Regions from separate parts of the Mus musculus genome. Here regions 2 and 3 are each linked to region 1. A link is a contact called in public HiChIP or PLAC-seq data. All regions are on one chromosome and are shown on one strand. The core of a region is the stretch at or near the end of the contact, and the rest is flanking DNA. Distances in the headings are between cores, read along the strand shown. Region 1 holds the start of Phb (prohibitin). Region 2 holds the start of Zfp652 (zinc finger protein 652). Region 3 has its middle 3.3 kb from the start of Gm38957.

Region 1 (4,255 bases), core at 1,424-3,923:
CAGTCAAGAGCTACATGGTAAAGATTCTGTCTCAAACAAAACAAAACAAAACAAAACAAACAAAACCAACCCTCCCAATACAAATAAAACAAAAACCATACAGGAGGTACATCAAAATCTGTTGCTGTTTTAAAAGAGTATCAGACTTAGAGGGAATCTTTTTTTTTGTTTTGTTTTTCTAGACAGGGTTTCTCTGTGTAACCCTGGCCGTCCTCGCTCTGTAGACCAGGCTGGTCTCTAACTCAGAAATCCACCTGCCTCTGCCTCCCAAGTGCTGGGATTAAAGGGGTGTGCCACCACGCCCGGCCTTAGAGGGAATCTTAAGAGAAAAACTAGTTCAGTCCCCTTGTTTGACCAATGAGAAAGCTGGGGACTAAAAGGAGGGACTCGCAAATAAGGCCATGTAATACAGTCAAAGAAAACCCAGCTTTGCACTGTGGCACCATTCAATACCTGGCAAAAACTATTCTCCTGGGCCGGAGAGATGGCTCAGCGGTTAAGTGCACCGACTGCCCTTCCGGAGGTTCTGAGTTCAACTCCCAGCAACCACATGGTGGCTCACAACCATCTGTAATGGGATCTGATGCCCTCTTCTGGTGTGTCTGAAGAGAGCAATAGTATACTCATACATAGAAGAAATAAATAAATCCTTAAAAAAAAATTTAAAAACAAAAACCTATTCTCTCTGCAACCAGCTGAGCAAAACTTTTCTCAGGACACAGTCTCTCAAACTGGTCTAGAGATGTTGCCAAGATACTTCATGCAAATAAGGAAGAGAACCAATGGGCTCCTGTCACCTCCTGTCATCTGGGTAATACCTCATCATTTCAAAGTGGCTAAAGTGCTAAACATTGGACAGGAGGGCTCCCCTTGAACAAAGCCTCTAAGTTAGTGGCTTTCAACCTGTGGGTCAGAACCCTATGAGGGGGGATGTTAAAAGACCCTATTACAGGGGCTGCCTATGACCATCGGAAAACAAAATTTACGATTCATAAAAGTAGCAAATCACAGTTATAAATCAGCAAGGAAAAGAACTGTATGGTGGTGGAGGTGTATCACCACAATAGTGAGAAACTACTAAATGTTCCAAGCATCAGAAGGCTGAGAACCCCTGCCTAAGTGATCATAGGCCTCTGATGACTCACAACCAGTATGTGGGGTAGCAGGTGAGTCCCCCTTAACCTCACACACCTTCAGACAGCAGCTAGCATCAGGAATGTCAAATGGGCTGTAGAGATGGCAAAGCGGTTAAGAGCACTGACTGCTCTTCCAGAGGTCCTGATTTCAATTCCCAGCAACCACATGGTGGCTCACAACCATCTGTAATGGGATTCAATGCCCTCTGCTGGTGGGTCTGAAGACAGCGACAGTGTACTCATATAAATAAAATAAATAAATCTTTTTTTTTTTTTAAAAGGAATGACACATGGGCTATGCAGATCAACAGAAACTATGCAGAAAGCTCTTCCGCGCCTCACCATTATACAAAGCAGAGTTCACCACGCCTCCTGCAACTGCCAACGCCAGGCCGAACTTTCCAATGGACTCAAACACTTTGGCAGCCATGACTCCTTCTGTTGCTTCCACTCACACCTAAACACGGGGTAAACATAAAACACTTTGACACCAGATTCTCAGAGAAAGCCCGCTCTGAGGCACAGAGTTCATGTCTCAACATACATTTTCATATGTCTACACCTGTGGGCCCAAACTCACTCACTGAACGCCCCATAACACTGACCACCTTGCAAACTGTAGATCATGTCTGCGTTTGTGGACGTGTTTCTTTACAACCATTCAGAGAAAGAGTCTGCGACACTTGGCTCAGCGTAGGAACGGTGCTTTGTACCCACGAGGAACTTAGTACACAGAAAAACCACACTCCCTTTTCCTAGACCAATAGGCCACAAGCGAGACCGGTGCTACACGGCTGAAGCCAACAACAAAAAGGGCAATTTCTGTTAACATTTAAGTTACACGGTCTCCGACAGCCTTGTTTAACCTTCAGTTACTTTATGAAGGTTATGACTGCTGAAGTGCATAGAGAGGTTATACTCTTAAGTAGTAGAACCAGGGTTAGAATGAGAAGACCGAATTCTAGAAGACATTGTAGAACTCCTCCCCATACCAGTTAATAGGAAAGCAGGGGCTGGCAGGGGTGCAGCGAGGCAGAGCGGTGAAGGACTGGAGGTGGGGCTGCGGCGGGACGGGTGGGGGCACGTAGCTGACAAACTAGAAACCAGTTAGCCTTGAACTTTTTAATGTCCCGCCCCTGCGTCACCCTTGGTACAATCCTCAAACTCGCCCTCCCCTTTCTCAGACTTCAACTGCTTGTGTATCGGGATTTCTCCATGCACATTTATCCTCTGTCTCTGACATCCAGCTCTTTTTACTCCACCAGCTTCTGGATTTTTCCTCATCCTGTCCCCTCCCCTTGCACATTCCTAACTCCTTCTGGACCGAGATTTCCCCCTTCTCCACTAGGCGTACCCACACATGCATCCCATGCCCTCATTGTACATAGGAAAGCAGAGGCAGGCTACAGGGACATAGGACCAGAGGCCTCTACCGCTCCTACCACGCTTACCTGCTTTCACTCTGACCTCCACATGAATTCCCCAGCTCCGGATACTGCGCGTGCGCCAGGCAGCTCCTCCCCCCCCCCCGACCCCCGCCTCTTCAAGATCCGACCCTTCAATTGGTGAAGCCGAGCGACGTGCATTCTGGGAAACGTGTTTTGCAGTCTTCCGCGGGCTCTGTGGCTTTAATGAGGTCAACTACAACTCCCAAAAGATCATGCAGCAACGGGCTCTTTCAGGAAACCCGTTTCTGACTGGTGAGAACGGATGGGATGTTGCCGCAAAGCCTTTCGGGAGTTGTAGTTCCTTGGTAATATATGCACGTGCCTATTCCTCAAGGAGGTGGTTCCAGAAGCCGGAAGCAGACTGGATCGGAAAGGAGTTGGGCTTCCACTTGGTAGAGGAAATCACAAGGTGGTGAAGGAATGGGTGGGCATTTTGGATAAAGGTGAGGTAAAATAATTCATGCACTGAGAGACTGCTAGGGAAGTTAAGGACAGCCCTCAGGGACGTAAGATGTTGATCTTCCAAGCCACTCCATAACCTTAAAAACGGCTTAGAAAGAAGAGGAAGGGAGTCGGTCATTCAGGTCTTGCAATACTTCAGTAAAGGCTCTTGATTTAGGGTCTAAATCTCTGGGCATCTTTTTTTCCAAGTTATATTCGAGGAATTGCAAAAAAGGGACGGAGATCATGTGTATGGCTTCTCAAGTTCACCTGTTGTCAACAATTTGCGTATTTGTTGTTGTTTTTGTTCCATCTCCTCGCCTCCCTCCACTTTTCTCTTTCTCCTACTATTCTCTAAGATCAAGGATATCTATCCTCTTACTTTTTGTTTTGTTTTGTTTTTTGTTTTTGTTTGTTTGTTTGTTTTCGAGACAGGGTTTCTCTGTGTAGCCCTAGCTGTCCTGGAACTCACTCTATAGACCAGGCTGGCCTCGAATTCAGAAATCCGCCTGCCTCTGGCTCCCAAGTGCTGGGATTAAAGCGTCCGCCACCACGCCCGGCTACTATCCTTTTACTTAAGTAAATATTATCCATGTCTGCATTCCAATTTTGCCAATTAAGCAAATAGTGACTTTTATAGCATTCCTCTCCATGACACAAATCTAAAATGAAGTAGTTTATTTTTTTGGGCTTGTTGCTCCCGAAATACAAACTCTCCTGAGAATATCTGTAAAGAACATGAAAACCCCTGGCACTGTGGCGCAATGGATAGTGCATTGGACTTCTAAGAAAGACCTGCTCCTTATTCTTAGCTTAACTTTTATTTAAAAGATAAAATGCAATTTTAAATTTGCAATCGGTATTTATTTCTTATTAAAATATAAGAAGCCAGATATACATTTAAAAGAAAGGAAGAAAGAAAACGAACGAACGAACATGAAAGCAAGCTAGGTGCAGTGGTGCACGACTTCAATCCCAGCACCCAGGAGGCAGAAGCAGGTGGCATCTGAGAGAGAGAGAGAGAGGGAGAGAGGGAGAGAGAGAGAGAATGTGAAGACACAAGGAAGACTATTGGGGTGGAAGAGAGACTGGAAGGGCCTGGGGAGGGTAAATAAGGTGGTGAATATAAGTGAAATACTTAAAATTAATAAAACAAATACATTTTGTTAGAAAAAAAAAAGTGTGATGGCCGGGCAGTGGTGGTGCATGCCTTTAATCCCAGCACTTGGG
Region 2 (4,445 bases), core at 1,249-3,748, 82 kb before region 1:
GCCATGAGAGCCTTGGGCACCAAACTCAGGTTCTCTGAAGAGTGCCCAGTGCTGAGCCATCTCTTCAGCCTAGGAGTCTGCACGGCTTTCAGTCAGCAGAACCCACACAACACAAGCACAAGGGTGAACATGCTATGATAGGAGAAGCACAGAAGCTTACAAACAAGACCTGGTGTTTTTGGTTACTCAATCAAATTCAAGCTAAAAAAAAAAAAAAAAAAAAAAAAGAATAAGAAGAAAGGAAGAAGAGGGGGAGGACGGAGGGAGGGAGGGAACCCACAAAATAAGCAGATCATAGAGACAGAAATGAGGAATGCCTTTTCAGTAAAGAGCCACTATGAAATCCAAGTTTGACCTCTAGGGGGCAGCACTGAACCATGCTCCATTGGACTGACCCTGCAACCAACTTCTGCCCAGGCACCTGCTGGAGAACATGGCCAGAGTCTCTTTTATTTACCCAGCATACCTCTATCATGTCATGATTTACAAGCTAAATCAGTGGCTTATAAAAAAAACCAAAAATCTCTTTAAAGAAAGGCATTCAGTTATTGATTAAAAACAATTGTCTAAAAGAGAAAATTAAACTTCCCACACCAAAAGTAAAACAATTTATCTTTTAAAGTTAGCTTCAATATGGTAATTATTATATACATCTTATGGACACATAACAGACTTACCATGTATGAATATCCATTAATACACAAACATATACATACACCAATATAGCTGCAATAAATTCAACACCTCTTAACCTGTCACAGTACAATCTTTCCAAGACACCAGAGTGGTTTGAATAGCACGCTTTGTTACATCAGCAGCACTGTACAGCAACATTATTATGTAACCCTACTGCCAGGTAAGCAACATTTTCAAACAGCTCAGCCTCTGTTTAAGGTTTGCATATTCCCACGGGCTTGCCTCTTGACACATTTAGTGTTGCCATCTCTCCACGGGTGTAAGGAGATCTTCCATTTCCACAGGTCTGAGTCATGGTCTCTGTCCCCATCAGCTGCACTAGACTCTGACATCCTTCTAATTGGAAAGGACCTTTCTCTACTCCTGGCCCTCACTCGGCAAACCTCCCACCGTGACAGAAGATGCCAGAATGAATTATCTCACAGGTCCCACAACAGAGACTCTCAGTGCAAAGTCGGCGCTGACTTTACATCCCAGTCAGTCATCTATAACCAATCCCCCTTCCAGTGCACCTGGTTCTCACTAATCCATCGTCAGTTAAGTGTAATGCTTTTGAAAGACAGGATTAAGCCTTGGTTTTGAAAAGACCCAAGCAGCAGAGTCTAAAGTGATAATTGGTGAAATCTGTCCCTTCAGCCTCTATCCTCTTGGGCAGACACCAGATGACTCTGAACAGCCAGGTCCTAGCCTGGAAACTTTGCCCTCCGCTGGTGAGACCTACCTGAATGTTTTTTTCACAGTCTGTTTGCTGGTGAAGGGACAGCTCACTTTCCAGGACAAACTTCTTGCCACATTTATCACAGATCTGCATGCGCCTGTGAGTAACGTTCATGTGCTTCTCCAGGTACCAGCGAGTATTAAACACCCTGGGGCACTTCTCACAGGTCAGAGTCTCTTTCTCTTCACACTTAGCTTTCTGAACTGGCGCTTTAGCCTCCTTGGTGGCCCGCTTCTTCCTCTTGGGTAGCTCTGCACTTTTCCTACGGCCTCGAGTTGTGCGGGGTGCAGGGGAAGTGGTAGCTGCGGCAGCAGAGGCCGCTCTCCGGGTTCGCCTCTGTGTAACCCTGACTCTCTCCACTTGCTTCTCCTTTTTCTTCTGCCGTCCGTTCTCTCCGTAGTCACTGCTGTTATCTGTGGCCTCCTCCTCAGTCTCTTCCTCGTCTTCCTCACTGCTTGTCTTAAGGACAGGCGTCTCTTTGGACTGGGAAGAGACACCCTTTTCCCCTTTAGAGACATTTAATGTTTGGTTATTAAGGTTTACCTCCACTATGATCTGCTCCCTTTTGTAAGAGACTTCCTCCTCCTCTTCCGTGTCATCAGAATTCTCCCGGTCTTCCTTGACAGTATGCACATCAGACACTGCCCTTGGCTCCCTGAAATATGGCTGCTCCTCCGTCTCGTGGAGATGTGGTTTGCTCATCTTGGTGTCTGCTAGCACAGAGTAAGGGCTTCCAGACTCCCTTTTATACACTTTGGTGGACAGGTCGAGCTCCTGGCTGGCACCATGGTAGAAGGTGGGTGGCGCCTGACTTCGATGGCTCTCTTCCTGGGCCATTCCTTCTGCATGCACTGCACAGGGTTCAACCAGCTCCGGACAAGGACTGGCTGTGTAGCTCATTAGGAAGTGGCCCAGTTCAGACGACACAGAACACCTTGAAAACAGGGCAATTAAGACTCAAATCTTTCTCCCTCCACGGAGAACTAACTACTCAAGAAGTGAGAATAAGAAACTCCTGCAGCCTGCATGCAGTTCTTCCTGTGTCACAGCACCACCGCCACCTTAAGTCAAAAAGGGCTGTTCTTACGGCAGGCGCAGAGCACTCCTCGTCTTCTTTCGAAGAGAACTGCAGGGGACTTGGAGCATCTTGTCTATAAAGAGAAAAAAAAATGAGGGAAAAAATTATATCACCATATTCTTCTTAGGCCATGGAATTCCTCACAACACACAAAATTTAAAATCATTACATTCCATACACTTTGATTCATTATTCTCCTCAAATGGTTTGAAATGGATATTATTTTACAGGCTTGTATGAGTCCCCAATTTCAGTTAGAATGTAAATTCTATCATACCAAGAGCCATATCTGTCAAATTCACCAAACTATCTTTAAAGCAGACAGCATGTGTTTGATGAAGAAATACCTACTACCACATGATGTCTGCCACACTGGATGCTGCAGGGTCTGCTGGTATCAGTCTCATGATACAAAAGGCCATGAAACACTCAAGGGAGTCATACTGGCAGTTTCCTTCAGCATCAGCCACCACATCTACCAGAGTGAGAACCCACACACAAGGGCAGCCACATGGGCACTGCAGGCCACAGAACTAGAGCAGCTAACTGGCACAACCACACAAGGAAACCGACCTGGCCTTTAATAATTATAAATGAACCGTCACCATAACTTGCCTCAGCTATGGGAGCACCGCTGAGGCGGTTGACACTTGGTGCACAGCCATGCTACAACTGGGTGACTTTTCATGTGTCAGTTGCAGAGAAGTCAAAATTCTGAGAATCAGTCACCACCAGGTCGGCACGGTTCTAAGAAAACTAAAACCATCCATGAAAAAACAATGACGGGCATACAATCTGCTTGCAGCATGCTTATACTGCTATTTTGCCAGCTACCCTGCAGCTGAGTCATACAAATGACAATGGAGGACCTGTATAGTCGAGTTGACAAAAGGAAGGAAAACAGTATTTACTGAATGTCTGTCATGTGATGGGCACCAGAGACATTTTTATTATTCAGCATCTACTTAGTACCTACTGCAAAACTTTGGGGCTAATTTTTAATTAATTAAAATAAGCAAAGCTTAACTTTCCCCCTTCTTCCTCCTGAGATGAGGGTCTCACTATGTAGCCGGGCTGTCCTGGAACTTGTTGTACAGACGAGGCCACCTGGTCTCACAGAGTTCTGCCTACCTCTGCCCCCCGAGGCCTGGGATGAATGATATGGCTTTTTCTTAATATATTGGTTCTACTCGGCTGAAGTGAGTGAAATCTTGCTACGAAATAACCTTAGTAAGAAACTGTTCAGTACACTTGACGCTGAACTGCTATGTAACTTTAACAGGTAACAGGAGTCACTCAGACCCTGCTGAGCTGCTCTACATAAAGCGAATACACTGTTAGGGAAGAGAACATGTAACCAACGAGGCTCATAAAGAGACCAATAAATACGGTTACTTCTAACCTGACTCTGGTACTGTCGATCCTAAACTGTAGCAACAATAGTCCACTAATAATAGTCCACTTAAATTGTCCATTAATGCAAAAAGTGGGAGCCAAGCAGCAAACTACACAACTGTAAGGTCTGGCCAATTCTCTAGTTTATAAATAATCAGAGGATTTGCATTTATACAAAGCACTTGGTCACATCCTTGTTAAACAGGTAAGTGTTTCCCATCTGCTAGATACTATACTAGTTGTAGTAATCGACCTGTATGAGGACAGAGTTGCTCTCAGGTACTATCTAAGGACTTGCTAGCACAAATAGTCTCCACACAAGAACAAAATCAAATATGTATTCCTCACCACAAGCCAGCTGAAGCACCTAAGGTTCATCAAACAACCCCTTGGGCCAAAGAAGCAGCTACATCCTAAGTAAGCTACTCTGCCAGGATGCCAGCAGCATTCAAAGCACTCGCCATTACCCACAAACGTCATCTAAATGTAGAAATAAGTGTTAATTAAAAGGAACTCTTTATCTTTACGGTAAGAAGCATTGTGTGTGTGTCACTGAGA
Region 3 (4,723 bases), core at 1,770-4,269, 110 kb before region 1:
GCTTAGGTGGACCTCACCTCTGGTCTTCGTGCTTGTACAATGAGTGCTTTAACCAATGGGCCACTTTCCATGTCTGTGTGTCTTTATTGGGAGACATGTTCCAAGGAAACAAAACCAGAAGCTGCCAGATGGCTCCAAACACAGAGAATCTGATGGAGGGGTAAGGACACAGTATAAAGGGTGTGGACACAAGGATGTTTTTGTTTTGTTTTTACTGAGATAGGGTCTCACTGTATATCCCTGGCTCTTCTGGAGCTCTTTGTAGACCTGGCTGACCTAGATCCCACAGAGACCCACCTGCCTCTGCCTCCTGAGTGCTATGATTAGGTGTGCACCAGCATGCCCTGCATAATAACTTACCTTGGGGAACCTCAAAAAGATGAGTTATGAAGGGCCTTGAAGGTAGCTAAGTGGTAGAGTACTTGCCTAGGACATGTAAGCCCTAGGGTCCAACGCCCAGTACACATTTCCCAAAAGGCGTCTATGTTTGAATGCAAAGACATCCTTGTAGTTAGCAACCTATTATGGTACAAGTACTGGGTCAATGGGCTCCAGTGAGAAAGAACTGCAAAGTGTCTGAGAATGAAGGGGCTCCATGCAGGACACTGGGCTGAATAATGGCCAATGTGGATGCAATCAGAAAGAGAAGTGGCAAAGCTTAAGACATCGGAAAATCCAGTTAAATAACCCGATTGTCTGTGAAATTGAATTCAGGCTGCTACTGCAAAGGGACTGAACAAAATTGTGGACATATGCTGCTCTGAGACAGGGTTTGTACTCCAAACAGAACTCATTAGTGAGCCTCAAAATTAATTTAGGGGCTCATGATCCACATTTAAAAAAATAATAAGGCCAGGGGCTGAGGAAGATGGTTCCGTCTGTAGAGGGCTTGCCTTGCAAGCAGGAGTCTCAGAGTTCATTTGAGAACCCACATTCAAAGGCTAGGTGTTGGGGGCACTTCATTGTTAATCCCAGGGCTGGGGAGGGAGAGACGGGAGGATCACTGGGGCTTGCTGGCCAGCCAGCCTAGCCTAACAGGTGACTTTAGAGCTCAGTGAGACATCTTCTCTCAAGGGAGGTGGATAACATTTCTGAGGATGACACTCTGAGGCTATCATCTGGCCTACTGATACTCATACACACACAACACACACACCATACACACACACCCCACCTGAACAAGAACACACACATACATAACACACACTAAACAGAAACACACACCACACACCACACCCCCCCACACGAACAAGCACACACACACACATAAATAATACACACTACACACAAACATACCACATACACACACACATACACACACACAAAGCATACATACACATATATCAATAGGCAATTAAGTCATAGGACTTGGGAGGCTGAGGTTGGAGATTTGTAAGTTCAAGGCCAGCCTGTGTTATATCATGAGCTCCAGGTCAGCCAGAAGTACACAGTGAAACTCTCTCAAATAAATGAATGAATAAACGCACAGTAGATAGGGCTATCGTTCTTGATTTTTTTTTTCACTTATATAAGTAAATGTTTGCATGTGTGTTAGACAGAAAATACCAGTAACATATTTCTTACTAGCATTGTATTCAAAGTTTGAGCCGGCCGTGGTGGCGCACGCCTTTAATCCCAGCACTCGGGAGGCAGAGGCAGGCAGATTTCTGAGTTCGAGGCCAGCCTGGTCTACAAAGTGAGTTCCAGGATAGCCAGGGCTACACAGAGGAACCCTGTCTCAAAAACCCTCCCAAAAACAAAAACAAAGTCTGAAAGCCACTGGTGGAATGTATGCTGGTGGTGTACTACTAAGGGAAATGTGTGGCCGGGCCTGGTGGCACACACCTGTAAACCTAGCACTTGGGAGCTGGAAGCAGGAAGAATGGGAGCTCAGTGTCACCCTCAAATGCATAGCGCGTAGTACATAGCCAGGACTACTAAATCCATCCGCAAGACAAGAACAGCTAGGCGTGGCCACACCCGTTAATGTCAGCACTGAGGACGAAGAGGCAGCCTGGTCTTCACACAGCTTCAGGCCAATCATGGCAACTGTGAGCCTTTGTCTCAAAATCAAAACCAACCAAACAAACAGAAAACAAAGAAAAGAAACTGTGCTGATCTCGGCACCCACATCAGGCAGCTCAGAACCGTCAGGAGCTTCAGCCTCCGGGGCATCTGACACCCTCTTTCTGGCCTTCTAGGGAACACCTGCATGCATAACATGCCACACACACACACACAAACACACACACACACACCATACACATATACCACACCACACATACACTCACACATCACACTCTAAGGCAATTCTGTGATCTGTTCAGTTCTGCTCTGTTCTACGAGGTTTCAAACAGAGGGAAATGTGAACAATACGGTTTCCTTCCTAGACACTAAACTCCCTAATTGGAATCCCGTAAAAGGAACAAACAGGGTAGATGTGAATTGGAAAGGCTTGTGACAGAGCTGGCTTATCTTCCAGTTGGCACAGCCCTATCTCAGAGGGCAAGCTTCAGGTTACAGGGACCCACATCACCTGACACCAAATTACATAATTTTAAATGTATATACCCCTTCCTATGCCCCCTCACCCAGTGCAAAAATGGGCCCCAGGACCTTTGCCATGCTGGGTGGACACCCAACACCATCCTCAGATCCTCCTGTTTTGTACTGAAATCTGGGTCTCACTGAGTTTTCCAGGCTGGTTTGAATGTCAGATCCTGTTGCTTCGGCCTCTCACGTGGCTGAATTATATACAGGCCATGGCTCCAGGCTTAGCTGACAGAGATCAGCAAGTCAGCTTTCCTCCACTGGAGAGCATGTTTTGTGAGAGTGAGGGCTCCCAGTATTGCCCACCTCTCACTCTCTAGGCACTCACCAGACACACTGATATGACTGGCTGGGGGACTGAACCCCACGGGGGTGAGGAGAAAAGCTGCCTCCCACTGACTATACTGGATAAGCTGTTTGCACTTGGGGTTAACTCTTCTAGCTGGGTCACACCCAATCCTGATCCTTCCCCCAAACACCCCTCTTGGAAAGTCTGCGCTCACTGCTCAGTTGGCCAGAGCAGTGTTGCTGCCTGCAGCTCAGGGGCACCAAGGCAGCAGCACTATAGAGATGAGATCGGGGCAGACTTGGAAGTACATCGTACAGGCTCACACGGACCTGGTGGTGCAGCCTGTGACCCAGGCTTGTCAGGAAGCTTGAGACAGGAGGACAGCATGTTAAAGGCCTCCCTGAGTTCCTGAGTGAGTTTAGGACTAGCCCGGGCGACTCAGTAAGGGCCTATCTCAAAACACAAATTAAGAGGAGGACACAGGATGTAGCTCAGTGGTACAGTTTACCTACTGTGTACAAGCTTGAGACTCAGTCACTATAACTAACTGGACAGGCAGGTGGGGGACAGGAAGAATGTTATTCTTAAGGGACCAGGCTGGATTTGGGGCTTAGGGTAGGCACACTACCAACAGCATTGGAGATACGAACCAATAATACAGACGTGGGTCACATGATTACATAAAATGAACAATCATTGACCAAGGGGCCCTCAAAATGTCATCTGAGCTTGGAGAAGAAATGAAGAGAAGACACGTGGGAATATGGCTACTTTTCTTTTTTTACTTTGAACATTAGCATGAAGTTGGTTACCGTACACATCCAAAGGCCCAGCATGTTGGGGGGAAAAAATCATTAAATGGCACACCTTGTACCAGAGTCTCAATAAGAATAAAATATACAATGCTACATTGAGTGGTTAAAAATACACAAAAAAGTAGTTTTAACAATCTATAAATTTTTATACTTAAAATCATGATTGAGTTGAAATTAAAAAAAAGTGCATTTCCATTGCTAAAAAAATAATATTGGTAGAGTTAACACAGGGAAGCATATCATCACGCCGGGGGTCTGACAGGATGCTAGGGAAAAGATGGCTAAGGGAAGCCAGGCATCTGGACCAGTTCAGAGCCCACCTGGCTCCACCCACCATGCGGCCAGCTCCCTGGGCCAAGCCCTCCTCTCCCTCCTTCCCATCCTAGTAAGACTCTGTCCTGCCCACCACTCACCCCCACCCACAACTGAAGGCCCAATGACCTTCTTTACAGCACCCCTCACCGTCCCAGCTTGACCTTCAACGCCCTCTACAGAGGTAAGGATTCCAGATTAGACGTAGTCTTAAACCTTCTTGACCTTGCAGGCAGGACTGGAACCAAGCAGTTCCTGCCTTCTTACACTCCTCCGGACGAACATTCAACAGCAAGCTTTGTAAACCTAAGGCTAAGGATTCCTGGCAAGAACACTGGACTTCCTTTAAGAAATGAGAAAGTGCAAGTGACCTCAGGACTGTGGGGACACCCGGACACCTGCTATCTACCCTGGTCACTGCTTCCCTTCCACTTCTGCCTGGGCTGGAATTACAAGGACCCCCCGACTGGCACTGCACAGACTCTTGCTGGGGGAAAGGACCAGGAGAAAATCAGCAGGAGGCCCTTCCACAGGAAAATGCTTCCTGACCCTGCAAGGTAAACAGCCTCAGGCCTGTGCTTTCCTGAGTGGATAGCCAACTGTTCCTCTGGAGACACTGCAAAGGACGCATTCAATATTCCCCGAGAGCTGAAGAGGGCCAGGAGCCCAAAGACAAGGAACCTGTGCAGAGAGAGGGCCAGGCCTGCTCTGGGAGACCTTCCTACCCACCTGGAGCAGAAAAAGTGAGAGAGCGTGT

What was found. HiChIP or PLAC-seq counts read pairs in DNA pulled down with a chosen protein or histone mark.
Region 2: a contact with region 1 is called in an H3K4me3 HiChIP or PLAC-seq map of bone marrow-derived macrophages, with 3 times the contacts expected there. The contact joins the promoter of Zfp652 here to the promoter of Phb in region 1. A contact is called at or near these places in 17 of 39 promoter capture datasets (the 3T3-L1 cell line, 3T3-L1-derived adipocytes, the C10 cell line and 11 more), 1 of 15 datasets of contacts at CTCF or cohesin (CD8 T cells), 18 of 484 Hi-C or Micro-C datasets (CD8 central memory T cells, the MC38 cell line, the N1E-115 cell line and 15 more), 15 of 115 datasets of contacts at active chromatin or transcription factors (the 230-238 cell line, CD8 T cells, the HPC-7 cell line and 7 more) and 4 of 9 other capture datasets (adipose tissue, liver, macrophages and 1 more).
Region 3: an H3K4me3 HiChIP or PLAC-seq map of the SCID.adh cell line shows a contact between it and region 1, with 15 read pairs. The contact joins the enhancer-like site here to the promoter of Phb in region 1. A contact is called at or near these places in 12 of 39 promoter capture datasets (the 3T3-L1 cell line, the HPC-7 cell line, HPC-7-derived erythroid cells and 8 more), 1 of 15 datasets of contacts at CTCF or cohesin (the NIH/3T3 cell line), 2 of 484 Hi-C or Micro-C datasets (the AtT-20 cell line and bone marrow-derived macrophages), 11 of 115 datasets of contacts at active chromatin or transcription factors (the 230-238 cell line, the SCID.adh cell line, bone marrow-derived macrophages and 3 more) and 4 of 9 other capture datasets (adipose tissue, liver, macrophages and 1 more).

What each region holds. Positions count from the first base shown.
Region 1 is chr11:95,665,375-95,669,629 of GRCm38.p6, reverse strand. It overlaps Phb (prohibitin), which reads right to left and starts at 2,673. Exons shown (of 7, transcript NM_008831.4): 1 at 2,588-2,673; 2 at 1,479-1,593. The coding sequence starts at 1,566.
Region 2 is chr11:95,747,120-95,751,564 of GRCm38.p6, reverse strand. It overlaps Zfp652 (zinc finger protein 652), which reads right to left and starts at 2,498. Exons shown (of 5, transcript NM_201609.2): 1 at 1,418-2,498. The coding sequence starts at 2,314.
Region 3 is chr11:95,771,232-95,775,954 of GRCm38.p6, reverse strand. No RefSeq gene overlaps it. Among named protein-coding and RNA genes, the nearest start is that of Gm38957, 3.3 kb to the left of the region's middle. Within about 2 kb of position 3,019, at least 38 of the 459 cell types and tissues checked have an H3K27ac peak or open chromatin away from gene starts, as enhancers often do. A contact at or near this core is called in the SCID.adh cell line, embryonic stem cells, epiblast stem cells and 1 more, where this site is marked.